Regions from separate parts of the Gossypium hirsutum genome. Here region 2 is linked to region 1. The links are chromatin contacts, called in public Hi-C maps. All regions are on one chromosome and are shown on one strand. The core of a region is the stretch at or near the end of the contact, and the rest is flanking DNA. Distances in the headings are between cores, read along the strand shown.

Region 1 (2,965 bases), core at 318-2,817:
GCATGAGCTTGCAATGTGAATCATTCATGGATTGGGAATTGTTATTGGTTTTGGATTTATCAGGCAAATTCCCAACACAAGGTTGGGATCTGTATGGACAAAACAAGTCAAGAGTCAAAATACCCTACAACGAAACGCTTACTAGGTTTATAGATTCTACCCTTAATTTATATATATTAATTAATGCTTTCTTTTCTTATATTTTCCTCTTTGTCATGGGGATTTGATTTGAGTTACAATTCACAAGGTTTGATAGAGATTCAAATAAATGCTAATTAATGTTTAGAAACTTATTTTGTGCCTTTAAATCCTATGAATTTATGCCTATTAATAGTGGATTAAAAAACATATATACATATTCTTACCCTTTACATGTAGCTTAAAATTTTGGATAAATCAGAAGCTACCAAAAGGCTTTAAATGCAGATGTCTGTTTGCTCCCCTGCTTGCATATAGCAGCATGAATTGAATTAGGGGTATTGGGAATAGTAGCTATGATTTGCATGAAATTTAGGGTTTTATTTTTTTCATATTTCAATTTTCAAATGAGAATTAAGTGATTGGATCCCTGAACTTAAGTATAAAAGATTTTGGTCAATGCTATCCATATATATGTATAATTTTAATTTTTCTTGCTAGGAAAAAGCTCTGCAAGTTGCTGCAGTGTTCATTAATCCTTTTTCTTTTTCCCTCTCGTTCTAATATATCAGACTTCTAAGATGTCATGCTTGCTTGCGATACAAGATAAGCGACTTAATTAACTACTGCTAAAAGAATAATATTGAATTATTGTAGTTCATATTTCCTAATAAGGTTATAAATTTATATAAATATATAATATATTTTATATAATTAAAATTTATTTATATGGACACGTCTGCCACTGCCATTTTAGTTTAACTTAAGCAGTACATATAATTATCATTTAATTTTTATCTTAAGATTTAAGATTTCTTCAGTTTTGATTGAGTCTTAGTTTAACTGTCATTTTTATTATTGTTAATGTAAGAGAACGTAAATTTGAGTGCACTAAAACGTGTTTATCCTCATATTTAAATATGTGAAATTATGATTAATTGTAAGCATTGTATAAAAAAAAATTAAGAATTACAATCTAAAAAATAATCACTTAATTACAAATAATGGCATAAAATGATTACTATATGTTTATGAGGATATATAGATAGGGTTTTACTGTATTGAGGCTTGGTTTATTTCATTTTCTTCGGGCTATATTGATAGTTATTTTTTATGTTCTACATGATTGTTCATACTTACGTCTCAAATAGAGGTAAGCAAAAAAATCAGTTAATTAAATAAATCGAAGTGAATTGAATTGATTAAATTAAAATAAGTTGGTTTAGTTGATTTATTCAATATGATTAATCGATTTTAGTAGTTTATTTAGTTGATTTTCAATTTTAAATCTTCAAATTAACTTTATAATTACTAATTTCTAAACCCATATCCATGTCAAAGCCCAAGAATATTAATACTCATATCAAACCCGATCCAACAAAAAGAAAACATGATACTCACTGTTTTCAAGGGCCCATAGATGAGCAATAGTCATTGGCAAATCACTAGGAACAACCACCCACCCGTTTCGGCCTAGTTTGAGCATCCTCCCACATATCATGCAGTGAAGATCCAAAATTTATCAAGTCTGTTTTTACAAGAAACCAAGACAAATAACCTCAATATAAAAATTTTCAAGCGTGCTATCACCTGAAGCATTGAAGGTATCAATTTATCTTGGCTAAAATGAACAAGAGCATGGTCTTGTGTCACGTGCCAACAGAATTTGACATCCATAAGAGCCACCAAAGAGCTCATAGCACCATCAAGAGGCCTAACTATACTCTGTTGAGAATCGACTCGTATAAACAACGAATAAGAAAAAATAGAGAAAATTGGACATCAATTTTCGTGGAAAAACTTCTCCCATCAAGAGGAAAAAAACCATGGGAAAATGAGACTTCACTAATGAGTAACTAATCAAAAAGTACAAGATGGAGATATTCAAAACAAACCTTAAACCTTGAATACAAAGCTCTCTCAAAACTCTCTCTTGATCTTCTCTCTAATGTTGTGTTATGTTATTTTATTCTAGGGTTACTAAGGCTCTTTTTATAGGCTAAGATTAAAGGTCTAATCAAACTAAAATATATCGAGTATAATTAGAGTTTAAATGGGAAAAGTAACGCTACTGAGAGTCTAATTACGGGGCTGTTTTAAGTTAGAATTCGTCGCGCCCTCGCCTCTGCTTTGCCTTTGTTTCAAACAGTGTCGTGTCATTATGACATTGCGTGATTCCTCATTGCAACGTCGCCTCTATTTTGACTTTGGTTTGACTGAAAAATGTGAGACACATTTCACAAATCTCCACATTGACTCGTATTTTAACATACCTCCTTTGTCAGGCCCTATCATGGGCCTAACTTGATTTTTTATAGGATATTAACCAAATCCAAGCAGTGCTTAAACTTGGAAACCGGAAGGCTCTTATTCAAAACGGTCATACCTTTCTCTCTCATATGACTAAGTCACACATGCCACAATCAAGTTGACTACAACTCCGTAATAGTCGAGGAAATTATTACTGCACTAGTCACTATTGAACCCTGCAAAATATATAGACAGTCGGTTTTTGACCTTTCATTAAAACGAGAGCTCCATGAGATACCTTATTGCTACTTGACTCAATGATGATTCTACAATCATTCAAGTCTAACATACTCAGGGAGATGATATTTTTCTTTAAATCAGGCACATGCCTGACACCTAACAGTGTCCTGATAATCTTGTTGTGCATCCTAATCTGGACGGTACCCCTGCCGATTATCTTATAGGATGAATTATTCCACATGAGCACAACTCCACCTTCAACTGGACTATATGTGGAGAACTAGTCCTTGTTGGGACATATATAGTAAGAACGTCTTGAATCTAGGATCCACTAGGA
Region 2 (2,965 bases), core at 192-2,691, 110 kb after region 1:
AAAGTTTGTATTTGTTGCAAGGCAGATTGATAGAAAAAGTCAACAGATTTTATTGAATTAGCAAAAATCCAATATTTCATCACTCTTTCATATCTTGCATTTTCAGCCAAATAAATCTTTTCTATTACCAAAAAGAACTCACTTTCCTTAAAACCTTGGCAAAATCCAACAAGACCTTGAACTCTTCAATGGCTTTCTCGACAGCACCAGTCCTCAACACCGGCGGGAAAAACAGCCACATACCAGTAGCCACCACGAAACCGACTGTTAATGGTGTTGACACAGCCCAATGCAGCTGAGCCTTGCCGGAAAACACCCTTTTGACACCAAACTCTACAACCACACATGCCCCATGCAAAACGAAGTACCATGTTACCTCCCACGTGGGACTCACACGTGTGACGTAGTAGAACACGAGCTCATGCATTAGCCCAGAGACAGTGAAAGCCGCCAGCACTGCCGCAAGTGGAGCCCACATGGAACCTAACATTTTGTCAAAAATTGACCGAGCGGGTTTGTATATGGTGTGGCGTAGAAGATATGTTACCATGAGGTTCCATCTCCTACCCCAAAAATCTTGCAACGATGTTGAAAGATAAGGTTCATCGGACGGCGGTTCGAGCTCCAAACCCGATGTGGCATGTACTAGACCATTAAATATACCAAAAATTATGTCTATCAATAAATACACCATGCAACTGTATAGAAGCAATACAATCTTTGGGTGCAGAGTTTGTTTATAATCATGTGCACTCACCAATATGGCAAAAAGCAATACTTTAGTTGGGCAATTTAGAGGCAATTTGGGATGTTTTTTAGATGAATTTTGATGTATATCGGGGCTTTTGAGAAATGGGTATTTCTCATTTTCCTTGATTTTTATAGGGAGAGAAGCTATGAGGATAAAATGAATTAGGGAATTAGATGAGTGAGTTGAAAGTGGTCCTTCATCAAAGGCAAAAAGGAGGAGCTTGAAGTTACCTAACCAAGAGAATAGCAAAGCTATTAGGCCTATAGGGAAGACATATGAGAGGTATAGAGGGAGGGCAGTGAAAAGGATGAAGATTGGGAAAAGAGAAATGAGCCTAAACTTACCTTCGGGGATCTTTGAAGCTAAAAAATAGCAATAAAAAAGAGATGCTAGAATTGAGAACCATACCTTGACCAAGTTATTGATTTCCCCATCCATTTAGGCTTTGATTTTTTTGTGAACTATTTGTTCATCTAACTTGTATTGTTGATTTATGAGTGGAAATGGATCTCAATCCTTGTTTGGACTACTTGAAAGGACTAAGTTTTCTAGGATTAAGAATTTTAGTCTACAACGGACCTTAAAATTCCTTTCGGTGGAGATATTGAGTTGTATTGATTTGAAAATTTCATAATCAAAAGCCTTTATAGGACAAAATTGAATACAAATTGAAATAATACATTGAATTGATACTTGTTTGTTCTCTCAATTAGACATTTTTATAGTGTGAATGAACATCTACCCTTCCACTCAAAGGGAAATAGAATAAAATAAATGAAAAAGAAGAGAAGTAGGTTCCTCTATCTTTCAAATGGAGATTTTTGAATTATTAAAATTGATTTTATAAGATAGGGGTTGTTTAGTAAATTCCAAAGAATAAAAGTTATAAGATAGGATCTAATAAAACACAACCCAATTTTAAAAATAAAAGTTGAACCCGCTCCTATATTTTTCAGAATTTACTAAACAACCCCTATTTTTCAATATTACAAATTTTATAAAACAGTCCCTAAAATTTCAATTTTCCAATCTCACTATTTACTCCCCAAAGTTCATTTTTTTATTATTTTATGATTTTAGTCCCTGAAAACAAAATCTATTTCTCCTAAAAATAGCCAAGAATTTCCAAATTTTTCTAAATCTGTCCTTTTCTCTCAAGTTCCCAAATTTTAAAATATTTATAATTTAGTCCCTATTAACTCAAATCTTATCACATAATATTTCTTTTCTAAATTTTCAACTAAAAACAAAAAAAATTAAAAAAAAAAGCCGGTTAACGAAAAAGCGACCAAACCAACCGACTTAATGTTGGTTTGATTTTTTTTTCAATTTTCTCAAAGATGGTCAGTCGGTTTAGTTTTGATAGATTTAGGTCAATTAAGTCAATTTTGAAAAAAGCCAACTGAATCGACCAACAAATCGATTGCCATTCTCTCTTCTTCTTTTTCTTTTTTGAACTCTTGCTTCTACATGGGTTAGATTACAAATTTGAAATCTTCGCTATTTTCAATGATCTTGACCCTCCTAATTAACAAACCCTTCTTCCTAGTTCTCAGTATAGATCTAAGGAATCATGGTTTGGGATTAGAGCTGTTCATAGGTAATGCTACCTGCCTAGGTCCAAAAGACAACTCGAAATTTGGTAGGGTTTAGACAAAAATATTACATCTTAAAAATAGTCTCAGGCTAAAAAACTAGGTCCATTTAAAATATGGATTGAGTTCGTGTTTGAACATTCAAGGGTTGAGCCCAGCTGACCCATTTTATAAGTTTGTAATGTTATTTTTATATATTATGTGATTTATAACACAAAAATTAAATCTATAATAATATAAAATACTACTATAATGTAAATATTAAAAATTGTTAAGATGACTATATATAAAATTTTAATAAATAAAACATATATAAAATTATTAACTATTAAATTAAAATAATATAAATACATATTTTTTGAACTTTTTAAAAATAATATGTGCAAGTCTAAAACTTGCTTGGATTCATAACATTCTAATCACATCATAATCTTATATTCTTAAATAGTGTCAAGATGTCAATGTAACATCATTACGGCAACGTAATCTTAAATTTTAGACTAATTCATTCTTTATTTTTATTATTTTAATTATTTTAATATTTTTTATCAAATAAAATTTAAGTTTATTTAAAAACAAAAATATATTTTTTTAACAATAAAACAATAAATGTTATACT

What was found. Hi-C and Micro-C count contacts between places; a contact is called where the count stands out from the background.
Region 2: a contact with region 1 is called in a Hi-C map of leaf, with 2.5 times the contacts expected there. The contact joins the promoter of LOC107917106 here to the enhancer-like site in region 1. A contact is called at or near these places in 10 of 34 Hi-C or Micro-C datasets (cotyledon, fibers, hypocotyl and 3 more).

Annotation. Positions count from the first base shown.
Region 1 is chrA01:12,573,339-12,576,303 of Gossypium_hirsutum_v2.1, forward strand. No RefSeq gene overlaps it. Among protein-coding and RNA genes, the nearest start is that of LOC107916882, 11 kb to the left of the region's middle. Within about 2 kb of position 1,568, at least 1 of the 9 cell types and tissues checked has an H3K27ac peak or open chromatin away from gene starts, as enhancers often do. A contact at or near this core is called in leaf, where this site is marked.
Region 2 is chrA01:12,681,569-12,684,533 of Gossypium_hirsutum_v2.1, forward strand. LOC107917106 (long-chain-alcohol O-fatty-acyltransferase) reads right to left here and starts at 1,442. Exons shown (of 2, transcript XM_016846488.2): 1 at 1,160-1,442; 2 at 1-981. The coding sequence starts at 694. The coding sequence ends at 125.